Linked DNA regions of Drosophila melanogaster: region 2 is linked to region 1. Evidence: chromatin contacts called from public Hi-C data. All regions are on one chromosome and are shown on one strand. The core of a region is the stretch at or near the end of the contact, and the rest is flanking DNA. Distances in the headings are between cores, read along the strand shown. Region 1 holds the start of CG34043. Region 2 holds the start of Ube4B (Ubiquitination factor E4B).

Region 1 (5,466 bases), core at 1,371-3,870:
GGGATGATCACGAATTCCGCATCGGGCGTTTAAAGCACGAACGCGTTAAAGTGCCGCGAAACGAGGACCTGCTCATGTGGGCCATGCAGGTGATGAAGACTCACTGCAATCGAAAGTCCGTGCTGGAGGTGGAGTTTTTGGATGAGGAAGGAACTGGTTTGGGACCAACCTTGGAGTTCTACGCCTTGGTGGCCGCAGAAATCCAGCGTTCCGACCTCTGTATGTGGCTGTGTGACGATGACTTGGGCGAGGACACGGAAAACTCGACGCAGAGTGCGGAAGGAAACTCAAAACCAGTTGGGTATTACGTAAATCGCAGGGAGCACGGAATATTCCCAGCCCCATTACCACAGAATTCTGAGATATGTGAGAATGTGCTCAAATATTTCTGGTTCTTTGGAGTTTTTGTGGCAAAGGTTTTGCAGGACATGCGCCTGGTGGACATACCCCTATCGACATCATTTCTACAGCTGCTTTGTCACAACAAAGTGTTATCACGTAATCTCCAGAAGGTCATTTCGGATAGACGAAATGGCGACCTTTCAGTCGTATCAGAAGACTCTGATATAGTAGAAACCTGCACTAAATTGCTGCGAACTGATTCCAACAAGTCGAATGCATTCGGGGGTATTCTGTCATTGGAAAACTTGAAAGAAATCGATCCAACTCGTTATCAATTCCTACAGGAAATGCAAAACCTATTGTTGCGAAAGCAATCAATCGAGTTTGACGATACTATAAGCGCGGAGAAGAAACATGAGCTTATCAACGAGCTTAAGCTGCAAACCCAAAATGGCTTGGAGGTATCTTTGGAAGACCTGGCCCTTACGTTCACGTATCTGCCGAGTTCCTCGATCTATGGTTACACCCAGGCCGAATTGCTGCCCAATGGATCGTCAGTGAACGTCACCATCGACAACCTGGAAGCGTACTGCGAACTGCTGATGAACTTCATCCTGCAGGACGGAATCGCTCAGCAAATGAAGGCCTTCAGTGATGGGTTCAATGAAGTGTTCCCTTTGAAAAAGTTGGCCGCTTTTACTCCCTCAGAGGCACGAATGATGATTTGTGGCGAGCAGTTCCCCCATTGGAGTCGAGAAGACATTATTTCATACACTGAACCAAAACTTGGTTACAACAAAGACAGGTAAGCTTGCAATAAGATAGATGTTTTTCGAATTATTACAACTAATACATTTATTTTAATTTCAGTCCCGGATTCCAACGCTTTGTTAACGTTTTGTTGAGCATGTCGGGTGACGAGAGGAAGGCGTTCCTCCAATTCACAACCGGTTGCAGCAGCCTGCCGCCAGGCGGACTGGCCAACCTTCATCCCCGACTGACAGTTGTCCGAAAGGTAGATGCTGGCGTTGGAAGCTATCCATCCGTGAACACGTGCGTTCACTACTTAAAGCTTCCCGACTACCCAACCGAAGAGATCATGAAGGAGCGCTTGTTAACAGCAACCAAGGAAAAGGGGTTTCATTTAAATTAAACGATTTATTGTACTCGATATTCAAGTTAATAAAATTTGAACCTTTTGTTATTTAAACAGCACTGTTGCAAACAAATAGAAGGGATCGTGTAAATATTCTATTCCCCTGTTAATGAGAAATGTCGCCACAGTTGTAATTTGAGGATCAAATGAGTCTTTTATATACAAGTGTCTTAAAATATTGCAAAATCTAAGCTTGAAGATTTATAATAATTAAGTGCGACACTGAACTACTTTTTATTTAATTCTATTGTTGAGGTATTGTAATATCGAAGGAGAAAAACGTTTTTTAAAAAACCAGGTTACTTCAATTCTTGCTGATGCTGTTTCATAATAAAAATTAGCCACATTGACTGAGCTGATCAAGAACTACCTTGAACTCTGGAATCACTGGGTAGATCCCAGTCGGAACAGACAGCTCCTTTTACTAATTTGTTATCAAAAAATGTGCTACTTATTTATACATTTCTGTGGCAGTTCATTTGAAAACATAAATAATGTGCTTTCTGCTCTGTCGACTGCGTTTGCCTGTAAACAAATTGCAGTCTAAGCTTGCGTAAACAAGAAAATAAATATTACTGCTTATATTAATTGTTCTTATATCTTCCATTAAAACAAATAACAAAAAGAATCTAAAGCTAAGTAAATGAGTTCATTTTAAATCTTTTTAAATCGTTGCCAAGACACATAAAATATTTATTATTACCTTTTTTTCAGTTATTTTAAATTTTTTGCTAACAAATTGGTTCACCCTTTTAACGATTTTCCGTGCTTAGTGAGCTGCCCTCTTAAATTTTTCATTCATTTTATGAAGCCAGACAAACAACAGTGAAACAGTAAAAACATGCGATATAAGATACCAAAAATTTGGGAATCTTTGTACTAATTGTTATCACATAATGAGCGTAATGTTCAGACTACTTCCTCAGTTACACTTCATATCTTCATATATAAAAAAAAGTGTTATTTCGCACACCTGTTTATGCTCAATTATCGCAACTGAATTAAGACCCAAGAATGCGGGTTCCGCTGTACTTAAGCAAATTATATAAAAAGATAAGCTATATCTCTCGGCATCTGTGCATCTGAGGTTGCTTACTATCTTAAACGTGTAAGGAAACCGTGAAGACAGTCAAGATTCTCCCGCCTGCGTAGCCAAAGATACTATGATTTCGGTAGCTCTGATTATCTTGTGCTTTTTTCCGTTCGTGCAAAATGAGTACTTTCGTCCTTCGTACCAAGTCCTTGTGCGCAAAAGGAATACTCAAGGAGATTTGATCGACGGCCATTGCTATGGCAATATCATTCAGAGTCGCTTGGTTTTAACATCAGCATCGTGTTTATTGAGTGATAACGATTTCGTAAATGGTAGGGAATTGTTAAATGCTGATGAGTTGGCGGTATCATTCAAAGGCGAAGATTTGAACGAGTTGATATACCTCGTTGGTGGCATAGACGTATATCCGCAGTTCAATTTCTCATCGTTGGACAATGATATAGCGATCCTAAGTCTCAGTACGCAACTTCCGCTTTCCGAGCGAAACGATATTGAATGGGTTTTAGTCGCTGACTATGATATTACCGATTTTCCATTGGAGGAGGGTGTGGAATCTTACGTAAAAACATATCCTTTTATGTGAAAAACGATTTTATTAATATTAAAATTACTACCACAGGTTTGGAAAAATGCGGATGGAGAAAACATATATCCCGGTTATGGTGTTATTCATGAAAGTAATTTAGTTGGAATCATTTCCTATGGCTTGCCATTGAAAAATAAACGGGAATCTAATCTTGAAGTTCGGCGCCCAAATAGGTTTACGCAATTAAATCCATATTTAAGTTGGATATATACAATAATACAGAATACAGAGATTGCGGACATTCAAAATAACAACTACAGTGTATCTCTACCTTATCGTCAAAGAAAAATCGCAGAAATAGGTAATGTAAACCGAAAGTTATTTGCTATATTTATTTTGTTGTCAAAAGTAGTTTATCGTTTGCGGATTAAGAGAAACAAATAGTTTCGTAGAAACTTTCCTCTGCTTTCCCGAGAAAGATTAACTGCATTTTGATAAGAATATTTCTATGATAAAACTAAAAAGATCCACTTTTAGCCGGAATTTTAAGGTCTAAAATTTATAACGCTTTTCTTTTGGGAAGAAGGGTTATCTTAACACATTTATCAAAAATCAAATAAATATCAAAGGTACTTTACTAAAATTTTTATAAATCCATCAGGAATTTTATTTTTCATTGTTATCTAATTACATATAATTAATTAGTACATTTTTAAATATTTTTCAGTGGAGGAATTCGTTGAGCCTGATGCGGTGTATTTTCCAGACCCAGCAAACCCCAGTAAGTCTAATTTATTCAGTTTTATTTTCTAAAATAACTTTAATTTGAATATTTAATTTCAGTTAAAGATGAGATTGAAACTGAGGTAGAAGATTTGACGGACTCAGAAACTGGTAAGAAAATGAATACGGCTGTTCTACTTCGTAATTACTTTTACAAAATTTTTAAATTTTTTTGTTTTTCCTTTGCTATACTTATTTACCGAGTAATTGTTTTTAGATGCTGTAAACGTGGAAAGCGTCTCAGAAGATTTTTTAAACACGGAGGACCCTTGTAAGTTAATTCATTGTTCTATTGATATTTAAATATTACATTGATTGTTTGAATAATATAGTTTTAATTAAAAACTACCTAAAATTTTGTTTATCTTTCAGTTAATGAAAACATTGAAAGTGAGAAGGAATTCCTAAAAAACCGAGCAAACACATCTAAGGCCAAAGGAGTTTGTGCATGGATATTCACATTTAATTTTCTTCTAGCGATAACTCGCACAATAAATTTCCATTTTTTTTAACTAAATTTTCAATTTATTTTTTGATCTTCAATAAGATCAGTTTCCATAACTTAAATGTATATTTTATCTGAAAAGTATCAAAAGAACTGCATTAAGATTCAAATTTTTAAAACATAAATTGTAAACAGCATCTGTATTGATTTGGTGTATAATAAATTGTTATCAGCTAACGCGAAAATAAAAATTATTTGGTCACAGTTTCCCACAATTTTCCAATCGTTCCAGTTCCGTTATCGATTGCGCAGTGAGAAACTAACTTCAAAAAAGGCGTGACACGTCGACGATAGAAAAATGTATCATCTCTAAGAATATTTTAGTGTCATCTCTAAACTAAAAATATAAATAAAAAAATATTTTAAAAACTACGCTGTATTTTGCCCACGCTTCTAAAACCCAGTAGATTTAACAGTTGGTTTAAAAATGGGGCAACTAACTTTCGAAGATGATTGCCTGATCCGCGAACTGGATAGGTACGATTAATGCCACCCGCTCGAATCTTGTTTAATAATATTTACGTTTCAGTCGATACTACGGCTTTTTGGATTTGTCCAATTCGAAAAATGCGGAATTAAGGAATCTCGTTCAGCAGACCATCACAAACTTACAAAACTACATTGCAAATGGTCAGGTTCACGAATCAAAGAACAGCAGTGATAATAAAAATGCTATACAAAAGTTTGAGCCATCAACTCAAGCAGGTGAACATATGGAAAACACATCTTCCCGAAACAATGACGACACCAAACCTTTCGAGCAAGATGCCAAGGAAAAGGTGTCCATCATTGAAGAAAAACACCAGGATGAACACTACGTTAACGCTCTTTGCAAACTTGGCCACCTGCATCTTCTTCTTGGCGAATACTCCGAAGGTAAATACATAAATCCAGATGCACATGTCCAGATACAATCAGTGCACTCTGCAAATGACATCTATAGGATATATAGGATGCTTGTAGTCCTCACAAATTCATATATTGTGAATATCTGGTTCTTTTACCTTACATAATGTGTCAGGTGGAACAATTGTTTCCAAACTCGGGAACATAGTTGTAGAATGCCGCATTAATGACACACTTTAACATTAAATACTGCT
Region 2 (5,466 bases), core at 1,150-3,649, 2.7 Mb before region 1:
TTAAAAAAGAAATCGAATAATTGGGTTCAGATCTAAACGCCAAAAGTAGTTTCTAAAAATTCAAATCATAATGCAAAATAGTTCATTGACTTCTATTAAATTGAAAGCACTTCAACATTTTTCTTTTTTCTTTACTGAAATCAAACATCAAAATCAAGCATTCTTTTTTAACGGAATTTTAATTTGAAAGGTAGCCTGCGTAACGGTATAGCGGTATATCAATTTAAAAGTGACTTTCAAGATACGGCAACTCTGTGAAACGATTGAATGTGGAACAAAAGATTATTTTACTCTTTTTCTTTTAATTAAAGAAAAAATAATAATAATCAAAAAGGGATATGCAATGCTATTCCAGATTACTCTTACTGAGATACTTAAATAATAACTCTCCAAATAATCAAAAGAGCCAAAGAAAATATAAAATCATATATACTATTTAGCTCCCTGTTGCAATTCCAATCGTTTCACAATCGCTGCCAAGTCAGCTACGCAAATTTGAGGGTATATTTCATAGTTGTCGGTACGGTAACACTGAGAAAGCCGTTTTGTTGAAAGATTACAAATGAATTGCGATGCATTTAGCTAAAATTGAACTTTAGCAGAGCCGCAAAACGATAGAGAGCCAACGCAGAGAACACGGAGCCACCCAAACACATGGATACCAAGTCCAATGATGACTCGGCTGGCAGTGACTCGCTGGACAAATCTATGCAAATCAAGTGTGTGATGGTGGAGACAACGACGACGGGCGACGGAGACTCCACAGTCGGAGATCTGGACAACTGCAGCAGGGATTCCGCTGCGGAATCGATTAACAAGGAATCCGGTTCGATGGAGGGAGCCGGCAAGCAGACGGATCACAAGACTGAAGCTGCGGCGGGGTCGTGCGGCGAGGGCGACAGTCCGCAGAGCAGTCAATCCCCACCAGAACATCCGGCCAGCAAATCGCCCACATCTCCATGCACTGCCTTCGAGACGAAAGTCAAGCTTATATCACAGAACCTCAAGGAAACCACGCTGGCGGAGAGCACCGGCGCCTCCGTATCAGCATCCACATCCACATCAACACCCACGTCCGCCTCTAGTAGCATCAGCGGCAGCATGCTGGAGTCGCAGCAGACACCCAGCCAGTCCACCCCCGAAACAACAGATTCCGCCTCGTCGTCCGTGCGCGTGAAGAAGGTACGCTTCCATCCGGACGTCAAGGAAAACGACGGCGGGAACTGGATGAAAAGAAAGCGACGCTCCATGCATACCAAACGAACCTCCTCGCCCAGCGGCGCTAACTGTGATGGCATGGAGCTGGACGGTGAGTACGAGGACAACGATGACGATGAGCAGGAGGAGGCGGAGGAGGAGTTCGATCTGGCCAAGACAATCGCCGAGGCGGAGGATTACCTCAAGCAGCACCCGTTGACATACGTGCAGCGCGTCGAACAGAACGGCGAGCGGCTGCAGGATGGACTGCTCAGCATCGAGGATATGCTAAACGAAGTCGGCGAGGAGGTGGTCACCGAGTACAACGACGAGGACTTCTTCAGACGCATCAAGCCCGAGAATGGCATTGAACGCATTCTGGGCAAGGAGACCAAGGCGGGAAAGGTACGTTTGCAATACGAAAGCAATAAACTATCAGTACGGTTTAGGGTTCACAAATTTTCTATGAATTCGATTACAGTTTCATTTACAACACATTGTTGGTTTATTCATATCATATTTAGTAAACAAAAATTCTAAGCTGGAAAAGGTTTGCTATATGACTTTTGCTTTTACAAAATAAATAAGCCAAAGATCAGCTTTCTTTACTTTGTAAAGCGAAGGAAAACTTTTAAACAGTCTGAATCTTATGTAGTTTGCCCTCTATCCCAATTGTAGGTATCATTTAATAACCTTAATATCCTTGCAGGTTGAATTCCTTCTGCGCTACGAGAACCAAGGCGGACTCTTCTGGCAATCGGAGGAGTTCATCAAGCGCACGTGCCCCTCGCTGCTCAAGGCCTACGAAATGAATCGAGAACGACGTCAGCAGCGCTTGGTTAGTCCTTATCCTAATTAAAACCACATATAATGCCAGTTTGTAATTCAAATGCTTGTGTTTTGCAGATGCATCACGTTGCCAAAAGGCAGAGTCTGCGACAGCGATACACGGATTTCTAGTAGCGGTTACTTAGGTATTAGGTTCATAATTAGGTTCCACATAATTGTAACATTTTTGTAAAATGAAGTAAATGATTTTCTTTTGTTGAACAAAAATAACTAAACAACACTTGCTTTTCATTATGTGTCATGAGGAATATAACCATTTTGGTAGGCCTAATTTTTGATTTCCCATCGTTAATCAGTTCGCACCTAGTAATTCAGCGATATTTAAATATTTTCAAACGACAAACAAACAATAGTTTCAGATATTTTCAAACTAGTTCTCTTAGAGCAAAAAGGATATATAAATTGGGTATAGATGCTTAGAGAACATTATTGCAATTAAAGGCAAAAACAAAAGTGCAAATTTAAAATTACAAATAGTATTCAAATGATTCACAACTTTTCGGATGTTTAACGAAATTTTAAATTCGATAATGAAATCATAAAAATATGAGGGCCCTGCAAGGGTTAAAGCAACTATCGGCGAACATTCCATCTTTAAGTGTGACCACGCCGCGGCCAGTGTGACTGTCGGCCACCAGACCAAACTGAAACACTGTTCGTCGACTGACGCGAAACCCAAAAATTATAAGTAATTCAATTGGAGGAAAGTTCGGAGGTCTGTATTTCTTGAGCCCATCGCCTGGCCAGTGAAGCATTTGTGTCGATATACGGATCGCATTCGGGCGATCCCCACATAGATATAGCCAGCCGAGGGCCGATAACCAATCCCCACGAAGCTCGCAGAACAAAAGAGAAATTTTTTGCGTGGTCACCACCAGACGTGGAATTGTTCGGGTGAATTGTCGAAACCATATAGAGTTCCGTAAAATGCAATAGTTACGGGCCGTAGCACAACCAATACGTTTTGCAGCAGGTGAAAGTCGGTCCGTAGAGTCAGGTAAGTGCGAATATATGTGCGGCGCAATCCTCGATTTTCCGTATTTCACACACCCTCACATCGAACCTATGTCCGATTATATATCCCACGATTTTGTGTACTTTATCCGCCGTCTCAAATGCGCAAATGAGCTGGTGATATCCCGTGCCGATCCGATCCTATTCGATCGGCTATCCCTAAACATTATATAAGGTTTCGCCATCCGATTCCGCATATGTTATGATATTGTTTACTGCACTTGTTTTGGGTGCAGTGCAGCGCCAGTGCTCGAGAAATCCTCTTCTAAAAATAGTTGCAGCCGTGCACTTTTTGTCAACCTCGGCCGATCTGCGTCCGCTTTTGATTCGCACACTGACTGTGTGCGGCAGGTCAGTTGTCCTGGTATGCTCCCAGCTATGCTGCACATCATCCATCTAGTGCGTAGTTGCGTAGCACAAAGAGAAACGGCCAATCCATCTGGTTTTGGCGATGGCGGCATTGTCTTCGCGTGAACTTGACGTTGACCGCTGGACTTTGTTTTAATTTTCTCTTTATTTGTTATTTTATTTATTTGTCGAGTGCGCGTGCTTTTGTTTGGTTCATTAACCCACATCATCGCCTCTTATTTTGCAGCAGCATCAGAAGAAGCGGCGGAAAAACTACGCCACAAACAAACAAAAACAGTGAGAGAGGCGAAAACAGATTTGGTAGCACAACTGCGCATTGTTTCCCAGAGTACCAGCGGATCCGAGAAATGCCGGAAGAAGAGCCGCCACAAAAGCCCATGGAGGAGGAGGAGGATGATGATCAGGAGCAGGATCAGGATCAGGACCACGAACAGGATCAGCACGAACAGGATCAGCAGCCCCAGTTAGCGCAGGGCGAGATACCCGGTCAGCAACTGCCTGAGCAACCCAACCCCGATGTGCAGCCGCAACAGCCGGCCGAGTCTGTGGTGGTCACCGAATTATCCGCAGAAGAGGTATATCGTTTTCGCAAACTTAATGAAGCAACAAAATATCATATTTAAAGTTATCTAAATCAATAATACAAGTAAACTATTTTGTAAAAGGAAAACGAACTTTAAACTATGATATACTTTAATTGGTAACAGCTAAATTGGTGAACTAACCTCTTTAATTCTTTCAGATGCGCGCCCGTCGTCTTCGGACTTTGGCTGCCCGAAGTGGCATCCAGTGTGCCCTGGCGCCCCTGACTACTACGCCACGGAAGCCGACCAACGTCTCTGGCGAGTCTCGACTGGTACGTGAGGCCACGCCCGGCGAAAAGGAGGTATCGCTGCCCACTTCGGCGCCCGCTTGGAGGGAACTGAGCGGAAAACCGGACATGGATGTGGAGATGAAGTCGGTGGTCTCGACACCAATGCAAGATGTGGATATGACGACAGCGCTCAGCCTGCCAACAGCCGAGGCCACCAAAAGGAGTGTGTTGCAGAGTTGCAAGATATCCGCTGGAAATGCCGAGTTGTCCATTGAAACTGTAGTCGGTCCAAAAAAAAGTGCGGATGAGCAAAACGAACAATTGCTCTCCCGCCTACTGAATGCCACGTGGAATGAGTACGGTAGCGGGTCCATCATTTGTGCCCAGAGTGCCAGCTTCCTGGAGCAGCAGCCACACCGCAGATTCGACTTCGAGTGCATTGTGGCCAATGTGCTCATGGAGGCTGTTTTGAAGATCTACAACGGTGAGCTGATCGAAGGAGATGGCGTTTCTGTTAAAGCGGACGATAAAGAGTTCTCCTCTGCCAAGAAAATTAAATCAGATGATACGGAAGTACAGGAAATCCTTGCCAACGCAGTAGCCACCGGTGGAGCAACTGCCAGCGGAGAAACTGCGGCTGCGGCTGCTGGCGCATCTGGACCAATTGAAGCAACTAGTAGCGAGGCAGCTGGTACTTGCGTGGCTCCACCAGTGCTTAGCATCGTTGCCACCACCAAACACCACGTGCTGCTCTATTTAATCCGTTGCTACCAGAACTATCAGACAGAGTGCTCCCGAAAGACGCCGCTCACCCAGCCTGCTCTGCAGCTGGCGTTTGAACAGGTGATGCGAATGACCGTCTTGGTGCTCACCGATCGCATTTACCAGAATCTCAACGGCCACATGGATCAGTCTGCTCTGCTGGATCTGATGTACATGGCCAAGGTGAGCGAGCCTTTCCTCATCGACTTGATAGCCCACACTCACCAGGATCGCGAAGCATTCGACACAATTTTCAGTCAGGTGCTTCGTGGCCTCTTTGCCGGAATGCAGCGCAATATCTGCACTTCCAAGATCAGTGTGCAGCAAATCGAATGGCTGTCCAAACTGGTGGTCATCAAGGTGGGCAGTGTGCGACCCATCGCAGATCTCGTATCCAGGCAGCCCAACTTCCTGCCACCCATCTGCACAAAGATCTCCGGTCGAGAAATAGTAAAATGCAG

Evidence for each region. Hi-C and Micro-C count contacts between places; a contact is called where the count stands out from the background.
Region 2: a contact with region 1 is called in a Hi-C map of the Kc167 cell line, with 3 times the contacts expected there. The contact joins the promoter of Ube4B here to the promoter of CG34043 in region 1. A contact is called at or near these places in 15 of 107 Hi-C or Micro-C datasets (the Kc167 cell line, the S2 cell line, cellular blastoderm embryo and 7 more).

The regions. Positions count from the first base shown.
Region 1 is chr2L:10,278,026-10,283,491 of dm6, reverse strand. It overlaps CG34043, which reads left to right and starts at 2,620. Exons shown (of 6, transcript NM_001038804.3): 1 at 2,620-3,111; 2 at 3,172-3,439; 3 at 3,806-3,859; 4 at 3,922-3,972; 5 at 4,079-4,132; 6 at 4,234-4,541. The coding sequence starts at 2,662. The coding sequence ends at 4,373. Ufd4 (Ubiquitin fusion-degradation 4-like) reads left to right here. Exons shown (of 8, transcript NM_135525.2): 7 at 1-1,147; 8 at 1,213-1,549. The coding sequence ends at 1,495. Utx (Utx histone demethylase) reads left to right here and starts at 4,681. Exons shown (of 15, transcript NM_135524.4): 1 at 4,681-4,843; 2 at 4,896-5,242. The coding sequence starts at 4,794.
Region 2 is chr2L:13,016,367-13,021,832 of dm6, reverse strand. It overlaps Ube4B (Ubiquitination factor E4B), which reads left to right and starts at 2,399. Exons shown (of 9, transcript NM_135753.4): 1 at 2,399-3,043; 2 at 3,656-4,004; 3 at 4,172-5,466. The coding sequence starts at 3,777. CG9933 reads left to right here and starts at 521. Exons shown (of 3, transcript NM_135754.4): 1 at 521-1,602; 2 at 1,907-2,035; 3 at 2,104-2,258. The coding sequence starts at 655. The coding sequence ends at 2,157.